Regions from separate parts of the Zea mays genome. Here region 1 is linked to region 2. Evidence: chromatin contacts called from public Hi-C data. All regions are on one chromosome and are shown on one strand. Each heading gives the region's core, a stretch centred on a gene start, on an enhancer-like site or on the middle of the called end of the contact. The rest is flanking DNA. Distances are from core to core; before and after follow the strand shown. Region 1 holds the start of LOC103634048 (aminopeptidase M1-C). Region 2 holds the start of LOC100275708 (Isochorismate synthase 2 chloroplastic).

Evidence for each region. Hi-C and Micro-C count contacts between places; a contact is called where the count stands out from the background.
Region 1: a Hi-C map of leaf shows a contact between it and region 2, with 5 times the contacts expected there. The contact joins the promoter of LOC103634048 here to the promoter of LOC100275708 in region 2. A contact is called at or near these places in 7 of 25 Hi-C or Micro-C datasets (bundle sheath, ear, endosperm and 2 more).

What each region holds. Positions count from the first base shown.
Region 1 is chr7:102,393,482-102,399,861 of Zm-B73-REFERENCE-NAM-5.0, forward strand. It overlaps LOC103634048 (aminopeptidase M1-C), which reads left to right and starts at 4,592. Exons shown (of 20, transcript XM_020540886.3): 1 at 4,592-5,157. The coding sequence starts at 4,978.
Region 2 is chr7:102,145,957-102,152,863 of Zm-B73-REFERENCE-NAM-5.0, forward strand. It overlaps LOC100275708 (Isochorismate synthase 2 chloroplastic), which reads left to right and starts at 4,030. Exons shown (of 14, transcript NM_001149738.2): 1 at 4,030-4,196; 2 at 4,298-4,746; 3 at 4,841-4,958; 4 at 5,048-5,164; 5 at 5,246-5,395; 6 at 5,474-5,548; 7 at 5,698-5,766; 8 at 5,942-6,060; 9 at 6,177-6,234; 10 at 6,352-6,462; 11 at 6,545-6,629; 12 at 6,715-6,812; 13 at 6,898-6,907. The coding sequence starts at 4,125. It overlaps LOC541795 (voltage-dependent anion channel protein1b), which reads left to right. Exons shown (of 6, transcript NM_001111478.2): 6 at 40-531. The coding sequence ends at 346.

The DNA of each region.
Region 1 (6,380 bases), core at 3,342-5,841, 250 kb after region 2:
ATTATTCAGCTAAGGGCACCCCATTCCACCCTCATGGTTGCACTGTTTTCCCGGGCGGTCATCCATAGAACAGGTCCTTACGGAGAGGCACTCGAGAAACCGCTCGAGCCCCCTTAAAGCCACAAGTACAACATCATAATAAGAGAAGGGAAAACAACGTATCATAGATAATCTCATCATGTTCATTGATTAGAGTTGAGCAATAGCATAAAGCTAACTAATAATAATCCAACCCATATAGGTAAACAAGGATATGGATAACAAAATCTAGTCAGTCCTTAGGCATAAATGTGTAAAGCGGGAGGTGAATTAAATAATGACTAGGACAGACATAGGTCAAAGGACACTTGCCTCCACCAACCGACTGCTGCTCAGGGGCTTCTCCTGCGAGTTCCTCGGGCTCTTCGACCGAATCGTTCTCTATGCGATTGCAAGCATACATACATTCATCCATTCAAATTGGGAGACAAACAGTACATCATACAAGGGAACAAATAAAGTGAATATGCATCAAGTATGACATTCGATATCGCATTCATTATGGTTAGAAAGAAACGGGAAAAGGTCTCGCGGGGGGGTTAAAGCTTATGCACTAATGATTAGTTACAATTGGTTCTAACAAAAGAATTTAGTTATATGCACTAATGGGAACCTAGTCATTTTTAGTCGATCAACTTTGAACTGGATAAACAATTGATTATATGAATTAACTAGCGTAACGGAATTCTAAATTAAGTTTCCTACTTCAATAACATGAACAATGATTAACCTGCCTAAAATAAAATAAATAACAGCAATGAAAGAAAATAAAATAAAATAAAATAAAATAAAAAGGGGGGGGGTTGAACCGGCCAGGGGGCGGTTGAACCGGCCTGGGCAGGGGCGGGGGCGGCCAAGCCGGCGGCGGGCGGCCGAGCTGGTGGGGGGCGGGCGGCCGAACCGGCGGGGGCGCAGGGGCAGGGGGCGGCCGAGCTGGCGCGCAGGGGCGGCCGAGCCGGCCAGGGGCGGGGTAGGGCGCGCAGGGGCGGCGGCGGCCGAGCCGGCCATGGGCGGCCGAGCTGGCGGCGGGCGGCCGGACCGGAGCGCAGGGGCGGCCGAGCGGCGGGGCCGAGCCGGGTAGGGGGAAGGGGAGGGGGGATGGGGGAGGGGGACCTCACCGGGGACGGGGACGGGCGGCCGAACCGGCGACGAGCAGGGGCGGCGGCTAGGGCAGGGGGCGACGGCTGGGGTGGGGAAGAGAGAGAATGAGAGGGAGGGAGAGGGATTGGGGGGATTGGGAGGGAAAGGGAGGGGGCGGCTGGGCCAATGGGCCCAAAGGGGGCGCGTGGGGGGCGGCTGGGCCGGCCAGGGGCGGCCCACGGCGCGGGAGAGAGAAAAAGGGAGGAGAGAGAGAAAGGAAAAAGAAAGAAAAGAAAAGAAAAATAAAGAAAAGAAAAGGTTTTTTCTCCTTTTCGAAATCCGTTTTTTCCTGGATGAATGCACTTACATTTTTAAGCAATCGAAAGAATGCATGGTTCGGCATGGTGCATCAAACAACATAAAGTAATTTAGGGTTTTGCTCTACACGGGGTCTAAAGCCAAAACCCGCTATAACTTTGGAAAAGGTCAAGGTTTAGCGAGGGAACGAGAAAAAAAGAAAAGGGTAACGCCTGAATTTGGTAAGAGAAAAGAAGAAAAAATTCTACCCCCAAATTCAGGGCGTTACAGATGCCTTCTCTGTTGAGCTTCTTTAACATCTTGGTGGTCTTCCTCACCATCAAGGCAATGTTAGCATCAAGGTCATCATCACTTGAGGATTCCTCCTCAATTTGTACTTTAGCTTTTCCTTTTCTTTCTTGATTTGCTTTGAGAGCCAAATCCTTTCTCTTGGAAGATGACTCATCCTTGTCATTGATGTGCATGTACATCTCATGAGCATTGATCTTTCCCAAAATCTGTGTAGGTGTGGTAACTGAAAGATCCATTTGATGCAGCACTGTGACAATGTGTCCATATTTGTCAATTGGGAGGACACTGAGAATCTTCCTCACAACATCCAGTTGTGAAATTTGTGTAAGCCCCAAGCCATTTACTTCCTCTACAAGAATATTAAGACGTGAGTACAAAGCATTGGCATTTTCATTAGCAAGCATTTCAAAATAATTTAACTTTCTCATAGCAATGTGATATCTCTCCTCACGCTCACTTCTAGTTCCTTCATGTAGAGCACATATGTCCATCCACAAATCATGAGCATTTTTATGGTTTCTAACTCTATTAAACACATCTTTGCAAAGGCCTCTAAAAAGGGTGTTTTTGGCCTTAGCATTCCATTTCTCATAATTAAACTCTTCACCTACAAGATTTGTGGGTTCTCTAGGTTCGGGGAATCCTTGTGTGGCGGCTTTGTAGACACCAATGTCTATAGCCTCTAAATATGCTTCCATACGAATTTTCCAATATGGAAAATCGTCACCATAAAAAACGGGCGGAGGTCCATCCCCACCGGACATCGTTACTCTAGCGGTTAAGCTAATCTAAGAGCAACAAGGCTCCGATACCAATTGAAAGGATCACGATGCCCAAGAGGGGGGTGAATTGGGCTTTTCTAAAAATCAACACTAATTAAAACCTAAGCAAGAGCCCAACTTCACCCCAACTAGTACTAAGAGAATAATACTAGAAATACAATAATGCTAAGACAATACTTCAAATACTTGCTAAACAAATACACAATGTAAAATGCTTGAATTAAGTGTGGAATGTAAAGCAAGGTTTAGAAGACTCCTCCAATTTTTCCCGAGGTATCGAAGAGTCAGCACTCTCCCCTAGTCCACGTTGGAGCACCCGCGCAAGGGTATCGCTCCCCCTTGATCCTCGCAAGAACCAAGTGCTCACTACGAGATGATCCTTTGCCACTCCGGCGCGATGGATCCCTCACGACCACTAACAAACTTGAGTCGGGTCACCAACAAGATATCCACGGTGATCACCGAGCTCCCAACGCCACCAAGCCGTCTAGGTGATGCCGATCACCAAGAGTAACAAGTCGTAGACTTTCGCTTGACCAAGAGAAGCCTAATACAAGTGGTGTGTGCTCTAGGTGGCTCTTGCTAGCGCTAATGAGGTCCAAATGCGGGATTAAGATTCTCTAATCACCTCACTAGATTTTGTGGTGCTTGCAATGCTCTACCAAAGTGTAGGAGTAAATGTGGGCAGCAAGACATTGAATATGGTGGGTGGAGGGGGTATAAATAGCCCTCACCCACCAACTAGCCGTTACACAAACCCTGCTGCACATGGGCGCACCGGACAGTCCGGTGCGCCACTGGTGCGCCAACGGTCGACTCCAACGGCTAGTTCTGACAGCTAGCCGTTGGGCAGATGGCACACCGGACAGTGAACAGTCACTGTCCGGTGCGCACTGGACTGTTGTCCGGTGTGCCACTAAAATTCAACTCTCAAACCCTGCGCTCTCGGGTTTCTGCGAGGGGGAAACCCTTCCCCGGGCCAACCTGGCCCCATCTAACAGAGGGCGCACCGGACAGTCCGATGCCCTACAGACAGAAACCCTAATTTCTATTTTCTGCTGTTTTTCAAATCGGTTTTCGTTCTAACTCGTGAGTATGTTCTAGAGTGACACCTAGCACTATATGTGAGTGTGAATATGCATCAACACTACACTAGAACTCTCTTGGTCAAACTACTCATCGACAACCCCTCTTTATAGTACGGCTAAGATAAAATATCACGAGTGTCCGCAACTCCTTGACACTCGGAATACGAAGACCTTCACTTTGTGTTTCTTCGCTTTAGCTGTCGCTTCAAGTTCTTATCTCCGAGATTGTTTTCACCGTTGTAGTACATCTACCTGTAATGCGACCTAACTTACCATTTGCCTCTGCAAAACACATGTTAGTCACATGTAATATTACGTTGTCATTAATCACTAAAACCAATCAGGGGCCTAGATGCTTTCACCATATATAAGTTTCTATATATAAATATATATATATATATATATATTATACATTTATACATATATACACATATATGGAGATAGGAGGGGCCTCAATATTAACTTTTGCTCAGGGCCTAGAAAATATATTTCTTTTGCTCAGGGCCTCGAAAATGTGAGGACCGGCCCTGGGTAATTAGATCACTCTCAGCCCGATTGGATGGCTGCACGTCCATGCGCAGGCTGACGCCGCACTAGCCAGCCATATACAATAATTTTAAGCGTATGAGTGGATGCAGGTTAATAGCATCAAAATGACTTATTTTGCATCCACTCATACAGACTATGACTTTTACATACAAGCTACCAAACATAATCTTAAATAAAGTAAACGCATGCGGTGATTCAAGATGAGATGATGTAGATAAATAATCAGACGGTCTGTGAAGATCGGAGAGTTATATACACTTTTTTGTATAAATAAATATACTGTACTATTTATTAGCTTAACTTTGCATTGACCGTGTAATATCAATGGACAATGGGTCATAAACCACCACGTGAGCGGATACAGTACAGTACATGGAACCCCGGCCCATCGTTTCCAACAAGAGCAAGGTCCAAGAAAACTCTCTTCGTAAAGCTTTTTATTGCAGTGATGGGCGAGGCAGACAGACAGGAGGCCCTTGTCGGCACGTGAGAGCGAGAGTGAGACCCTCCACCACTTCCAGCAGCATTGCCTGCCACTCTGCTGGTCTGTCTGCCCTCTGCCCCTGCATGCCTGCCCCGGAATGCGTCGGTTCACATGATCCAATTCTTTTGCGCGATCCGCGGGGTTCTCCGACGACCTTTTCATCGTCCCCCCCTCCGCCCCTCCCCGGTTCCGATCACTCTCTCCCAGTCAACGCACCACCACTAAATAACGCACTCTCTCCCGAGTCCGATCCCAACTCAACCCAAGGCAGTCTCACTGACAGAGTGTGTCGACCGACGACCTGATCTCGGTCGATCGAGACAGAGAGAGAACAACGACGAGAATCATGCAGAGACTGCCCACGGCAACGGCCGCCGGCGCCGGCATGACGTCGTTGCTGGTGGTGCTGCTGCTCGTCTCAGTCTTGCCGGGCGCCAGTGGTGCCGACTCTGGGCCGCTCGACGGCAGGAAGATGGTGTTCGCCGGGGAGACCGCAGGAGTACTTGCCCGCTATTCCTTCAACAAGGTAGCGCTAGATCGCCACATATACAGTCTACTAGTACTTTTGTTGCGATAATATTCAAATGAACTCATTCGGTTTTGTACTTTTGAATAAACTTGCTTAGATTGTATTTTACGTTGGATTCAAATAAACCCATCCGGGTTGCAGTATGTTTGTACTCCATCTGTTCCTATAATGTTTTGTCATTTTTTTAAAACATATATGTTTTACTATATATCTAGACAAGACAACATTAAGAAGGCAAAACATATTACGAGCAGAAAGAGTATAAACATGCTTAGTTTATTAAAAAAAATATCTAGCATAAAATTTTGAAGTCCTATACTTTAGAACAGGTAAAGTCGGTCATATATGTAGGTCTCGTACTCTCGTCACTAATACGGGATTATGGGTTATGCAACAATTGTATTGAGCCATCTCTAATACTATGACATTTTAACTAATACTCTTGTTTTTATAAATAAGTATAACTTTTACTGTATATATCAAGATATTAATCATATTTATGTATATAGAAAAGACTAAAAATCAAAACTATTTATAATTTTGTCGGCGTTTCGGACCCGCGAGGACCGTCAACCGACCAGTGAATTTGTTGCTGCGTGCCCCTGTCCAGATGTGTTGATGCAAGATGGAACACAAGAGAGGGAATGAGGCTTATATTATCTTGCACCAGGGTGCTCGTAGTAGGGGTTACAAGCGTCGCGAGAGAGCGAGAGCGAGCAAGAGAGAGAGAGTTTGGCCTTGAGGTGAGCTGTCTGAGCTAGCCTCCTCCGCGTCTCTCCTACCCTGCCTGCCTCTCTTCGCTCGCCCTGTCCCTGTGTGCGTCCGTCTCCGCGTCTGCGTCTGTTTGTCTGCCTCTAGGAAGGCCCTGGACATTCCCTTTTATAGATACAAGGGGATGCCCAGCTGTACAATGGGGGTGTAGCTATGTGCTAACGTGGCTGGCGGAGAAGTGCCTTAAGCCCTGTACGGCTGTACGTGTGCTAACGTGGCTGTCGGAGAAGTGTCTTGAGCCCTGTAGAAGCATAGCTGGCGGTGCGGCATGGATCCTGCTGACGTTTCCTTGCTTCCGTAGAGGGTTGAGAGCAACCGACGTCATGGGCGCACGCGGGGAACCATCATTACCTGTTACCGGAGTAACCTTAGATGGGACACCGGTCTTGTTTCTTCGTAGCCTGAGGCAGCTAGCTAGGGGTAGGGTAATGATGTATCCCCTGTAGCGC
Region 2 (6,907 bases), core at 2,780-5,279:
ATCCAAATTTTCTGTAACTTATCCAACCTTCTCTTGCAGGAACAACAAGGGAGACAACCTTACTGGAGCTTACTACCACAAGGTGAGCGAATTGACAAACACAGCTGTTGGGGCAGAGCTTACCCACAGTTTCTCGACCAATGAAAACACCCTCACCTTTGGCGGGCAGCACACTCTGGACCCACTAACCGTCTTGAAGGCACGCATCAACAACTCGGGCAAAGCCAGCGTCCTGATCCAGCATGAGTGGAGGCCAAAGTCGCTGGTCACCATCTCGGCTGAGGTCGATACAAAGACCATTGAGAAGAGCTCGAAGGTTGGAATTGCTGTGGCCCTCAAGCCCTGATTGATTATCAAGACTATTTTTTCTTCTAAGGTCCTAGCATGACTGTTTGGGTCATATCAGGTCAGCTGGGGAAAACAAAACTGTTGGGGTTACCGGCATCTTTTGGTCGTTGCAGTCTGTTGATTTCATGAACTGCGAAATGTTTCATTGAGGAAATTTTTGGGTCATCTGCTTAGCGCTCTGTTAAATGAGCAACTTCCAAAATAATTCGAGCCCAGTAGAATTCTGAACTTGTTTACAATGGTTGATGGTGACATTGTCAATTGAGGTAGGGGTGGTTCAGTTTTCTAACTGCGTTTTTTGGACCGGTTTGTTTCATCTTTTTTCTGACAAGCTTTTCTAATAATCTAAGAATTTATCTGTGGAGAATATGGTTGTGAGAAGAATTAGAGCATCATGAGAATTATGTGCAGAGTAAGATGAAGAAGTCTATATAATTTAAATTTAGAAAGTGATGGATTTCTACTGTCGCGACTTACCGATTTTGTATTCACGTTAATTTTAGATAGTTTTTATCAAATCGATTCTCATAAAAGTAGACTGAAGCCAGACGTTTGAGAGTTTACAACAGCTGTGGTCAGAAGTGTAAATAAGTTGAAACAAACACCCCATAAGTTGAAACAAACACCCCTTTGTCATCGGTTGATATATTTTGTCTTGTAGTGTCGGGGTTTTATCCAATCGTTTGATGTGTTTTTTTGTTGGTGTTGTACTTAATTCATGTCATAAATTCCAATCAGTTTATGCTTAGATGCGTTCACTTCTGAATGCAATTGGTTGTCAACGTTATGTTTGGTATTATATGAATTGGTACTAGGGCACCTTTAATAGTATGACCTAGTTAGAGCATCTACACCGGTTCCAAAAACTTCCCTAAATTTAATTTAAGGTGTCAGTAACAAAAAAATTATGCTCTAACATTTTCTTAAATAAGATTCTTAAATATATCAACTTCTTAAATATTCATATTTGAGGTCCATTGGGCATAGCTTTGATTTGCCAAAAACAGAACTTAACTTTTTTCTGAAAAGAAACTTTTTTTATAGAGTTGAAACCATTTTGTAAATCGTTTGCCAGAAACGCCTTACCCTAGAGCCATAGCTATTTTCATGTATTAAAGTGCTAGAGCTGATGAAGCTACTATTTGTGGCTTTTTCTTCGTCGTACAAAAATGGCTCCGGCTTTTAAGTGCTTTTCTTAGTAAGTCATTTTTTAAAAAGGTGTTTGGCAGGGCTCTAGCTTTTTCTAGAGAAAAGCCAGAGCCGAAGCTTTGCCAAACAGACACTCAGACTCTAAACTTAGAGAGTTATTTCACACTTCCAATAGCCTGTTTTACTCATCAATTACACCATAAACTCACTTGTCTGCCATTGAGTTCGTATATGTATACAAGTGATGCATTTTAAATGATTTAAGTGATAGAAATGATGAATTTACTATCGAGTTAGTATAATTTTCAAAAAGTTAATAACCTAAGAATTAAGAACTGTTGGAGACAAGTGTGATGCTCGTTGGGGAAGAAGAGGACTTGTCGAAGCCGGAGGCAACAAGTCCTTCATCATCAGAGTCAGATGAGCAGCAGTCCGAGTCCCATTCCTTGCCAATATGTGCCTCACCTTTTGTCTTTCTATAGAATTTCTTCTTCTCCTTCATCCCTTTCTTTTCTTGTACATGATCATTCTCATTCTCGAGACATTGAGCAATAAAATGACCAGTCTTACCGCATTTGAAGCGTGAGCGATTCATCCTTGATTTGTTCTTGTTGGGGCAGTCCTTGCGTCTCTTCAATGCAGTCTTGAAGCGCTTTATTACAAGCGCTATTTCTTCCTCATTGAGTCCGGCAGCCTCTACTTGTGCCACCTTGTTTGGGAGCATCTCCGTGTTGGTCGTTGCTCCATTTGTAAATCGTTTGCCAGAAACATTTTTTGAATAAAACTAGACTGATTTTAGTAAAATCCTAATATGATTCATACTAATTCCTTTATTCAAAATGATATTTTTTACACATGTCTCAAAACAATCTTAAACATACATGGAGTAAGGGCATGTTTTTTCCATTAGTCCTTGAACTAAAGTTAGTTGAAAGACTAAATTTTAGTCTACTATATTTGGATCTAGAGACTAAAGTCAATTAAAATACACAAACAAAGACTAAAAAACTCGAGAAAAGAAGTCGTGTGTCCATGGTGGAGTGGGGTCAATGGTGGGGAGGAACAAGAGCAGTGGCATGTGGAGAAGTGAAGGTCGGCGACGTGGGGAGGAGAGGGGGTCAGCGGTGTGGGGAGAGCGGGGTGGATGTGTGGGGAGGAGTGGGGGTTGCAAGCGTGGGCAAGGGGGGTCTTTGGTGTGGGGAGTAGGAGGCCATCGTGGGGGAGTTGGGTCGATGACGTGGAAACAAGCAGGGGTGACGACGTGGGGGGAGTGGGGTTTGCATGCGTGGGGAAGAGAACAAGCGAGGGTGGATGTGTGGGGAGGAGTGGGGTTTGCAAACGTGGGGAAGAGCAGGGAATGGGGGGTTGAAGGTGTAGCCTTGTGGGGGAGGAGAGGGAGACATCGTGGAGAGGAGTGGGGTTGATGGCATGGAGTCGGGTAGAGGCGACGACATCGAGAGGAGCGGGGCTATAGACATGGAGAGGACAGAGGAGTAGGGTCGTCGGCGTGGGAAGGAGCGGCGGTGGTGGCATGGAGATGAGCATGGCGACGACATGGCGAGTAGACCTGACATGTTGTCTAATTTGACTTTTAGTTTTCTTAGTCCATATTTCAAGGAATCAGAGAGTAGAAGTATTTAGGCCTCGTTTGGAGAGCTCTTCTCCATGATTCTCTAGCTCCGAGAGCTAATTGGCCAATAGAGTAATTCCAAATGATTCTTAAGTAGAAGTGAATCTATTTGACGAAAACCATTCGACAAATTATGTGTGAAATGATTCCTGAGGGGTTGGAGTGTGGGGAGTAGGTTGGGAACAGCGGGAAGCAGATTTTTTTAGCTCCCACTCTCTACTATGGAGCAACTTAATTTTTATCCGTTTGACTTTCTAAAAGTGATTCTCGCTGGGAGTGTAGCTATGAGAGCTCTGACAAACGCTCCCTTAGTACTTATGTTTAACAATTTAGCCTCTAAAAAGAATTAAAACGTAGAGTAAAGTTTAGTACAAATGGAGCTAACGGACCATAAATTCCATTTTGTGCGTGACATTGGCACTAGGGATGGATCCGGATATTTATTCGGATGTCAAATTTTCGGTCTTGTTTCTTCGATTGTGAACAAATAACATATAGAATTTGCTATGTAAATTTATATTCTTATTTTTAGTATTGAGACTATTAATCTTCACAAAAAACTAACATTAAATTCATTATATATCTTTTTAAATAATTGATATACAATTCGGATGTCTATTCGAATACGGATTTAAATGTTTTTTCACCTTTTTTATTGTAGAGAGAAAATAATGTACATAAAAAATTATATAAAAATTTATTTAAATACTTCGTAATATTCTTAATAACATTGCCAAAAATTATCTTTAAATTCTATGTATATCTATATTAAAATATTAGATTTGTGATACAAGTCGGATGTTTTAGAAACATCCCTAATTGGCACACGTGCCCACGCCATGAGCAGCGAATAACGGTTGTGCCACTTATCCCCATGCGGATCTTCTCTTATCTCTTCTCGCGACTCACGAAGGAGGCGCGACGTGCGCGTGCCGCTGTGCTGCACTGCTAGTGTTCCTGCGCGCCGTGCTGTCCGGCCCGCCCGCGCCGCGCACCGATGCCGCCACCGTCTTCCTCGCGCTACTCCCCGGGCCGGCTGCTCGCCGCGCGCCCGGCGTCCGCCACCACGGCATGCTCCTCGTTTCCGATCCTTTCGGCCTTTTCTGGTCTTGGTCACCTACGCAGGCGGACCGTGCGCTGATATGTTTTGCACGTGCACATGCATCACAGGTGGGGAGATGGGCGCGCTTGTCGTGCTCGCTGTCCATGAACGGGTGCGCGCCGGGCGCCGGGGACCGCGGCGCGGTGTGCGTGCGCGAGACGCGGGCGCTGCCGGCCGCGCCGGCGCCGCACGACGCAGTGGGGCGGCTCAGGGCCGCCGTGGACGCGCTCTGGTCCAACGCAGCGCCACCGGCCGCGCCCTCCGGCATCATCCGCATCGAGGTGCCCATCACGCAGCGGGTGGACGCCGTGGAGTGGCTGCACGCGCAGACCACGCTGCCCCGCTGCTTCTTCTCGGCCCGGGCGCCGTTGCCCGACGCGCCCGCCCTCGCCGGCAACGGCAACGGCAACGGCAGTGTCCATCGGCAGCAGCCGGTGAGTGTCGCGGGCGTGGGTTCGGCGGTCTTCTTCCGAGGGACGGAGCCCTTTTCTCTAGCTGATTGGCGCGCAATCAAGAGGTAATCGTCTTATTTTCTGAATTTGCCATGTTTTGGTACGGTCGATACTGAACCTGGCTGCTTGTTACGCTTGCGAATTCGTGTACCTATGAAGATTTCTTCCAAGGGACTGTCCACTGGTCCGCGCATATGGCGCCATCCGTTTCGACGCCACGAGTGACGCTTCCGTTGAATGGGAGGACTACGGCTCATTCTACTTCGTTGTTCCTCAAGTAAGTTGCTCGATCTGCAACTGCTAAACCTCATTTGTCCATCTTGCTCTGAATTTTGCTTGCGAAACGTCTCAAGTATGTTGGTGCAGGTCGAGTTCAATGAGCTCGAGGAGAGCTCAGTCCTCGCGACGACCATCGCGTGGGACGACTCGCTCTCATGGACATGGCACAACGCCGTGGAGGAGCTCCAATCGACTCTGCGAAAGGTGTTGCGCGTTCCTCGTCGTCCGGTTTTTTAACCGTCTGCTAGAAGACTGTAACAGCCTGTAGTACTTTTTTTCCCTCAGATATCGCCTTGCTCTTCTGTTCAAGCGAACAAGGCCAGCCTACAGACAGCCATCGTAAGTCTCAATCATGTCCCGACCAAGGCGTCTTGGGATCTTGCAGTTACTAAAGCTCTCCATATGATCAAGGGCAGGCAAAGAGAATTGGTAAAGGTAAGCCGTTTTTTGTTCTCTATTTGTTTAGAGCGTATCTGAAAATATGAATGGAGTTACCTACCTTCTTTCTTACAGGTTGTACTGGCAAGGTGTAGCAGATACATTACTGACACTTGCATTGACCCTGTGGAACTGCTGGCTTGCTTGAAGGTCTGCATGCTTTCTCAAATGCTTACTGTGTTCCTGAGGGCCAAAATGCTTATCAATTCTGCATTGACATTTGCATTGACATTTCTGAAAATACATTACTGACACTTGCATTGACATTTGCATTGACACTCTGTAATCTAACTATGCAGGCTGAGGGCCAAAATGCTTATCAATTCTGCATACAGCCACCGGGTGCTCCTGCGTTTGTCGGAAATAGCGTATGTTTACTGTGTTCTTGTTTGTTTTTATTTTTATTCTTCAAAATCAGCACCGCACACTTTTGTTTTTTCCCCCCTTCTATTTAGTGAGAAAAACAAATGGATGTAACGACAATGCTATATAGCTTTTTTCTTCTTCTAACTAATGTTCATTTCATGCAAACATTCTGAATAGCCAGAGCAACTATTTCATCGGAAGTACTTGAACATTTCCAGCGAGGCTCTAGCTGGTACTCGGGCAAGAGGGAAGACAAGGGCAGATGACTTTCAAATCGGTCAGGATTTGCTTCTAAGGTTCCTTTCCCTCCTTAGGATCTGTAACTTACTGTGATCGAGGGAGTCAGCTTCAGATCAACACCTTGTACTAAAAACTGAGCGAGTACTCATACATGTTTTTTTTCTTCTTGCAGTAGCAAAGAGGACATCGAATTCACTATAGTACGGGACAGCATCAAGAACAAGCTGGAGGCAAGTTGAGTTCTAGAGATACTGATACATCTCGAATGCATTTTTTTTTTGGTTGTTGGGGGAAAGAGTATGGTTTCCTGCAATTTACTGAACTAGCATCTGTAACCTGATCTGCAGATGATCTGTGATGAGGTGGTTGTCCATCCCAGCAAGGCTCTGCGGAAACTTCCAAGAGTCCAGCATCTGTCAGCGCAGTTAGCTGCGCGAATAAGGAACGAAGATGATGAGGTGACCTATGACAAAACTTCTACTACTTGAGTTGGGTGAACATCATATAAGGTAACGATAGCAACTTGTGCTGGCGATGCAGTTTGAGATTCTAAACACCCTCCATCCGAGTCCAGCTGTTTGTGGCTTGCCCACTGAAGAGGCACGCCAATTCATACGGGATTGTGGTATGCTCAAATTTGATTATTCTGTTCGAACATAGCCTTTCTGAAATTAGACACATACTAACTAGGTTTTTGGATATTCTGACAGAAATTTTTGACCGTGGAATGTATGCTGGTCCTGTTGGCTGGCTTGGAGGAGCTGAGTGCGAGTTCGCTGTCGGGATTAGATCAGCGTTACTTGGAAAAGTAAACCGAACTCCAAATCTTTTTTAAACTTGAACAGATTCGAAATTGTTAGATTTTATAGTTACAAAACGAACTTTGGTTCCAGGGTCACAGCA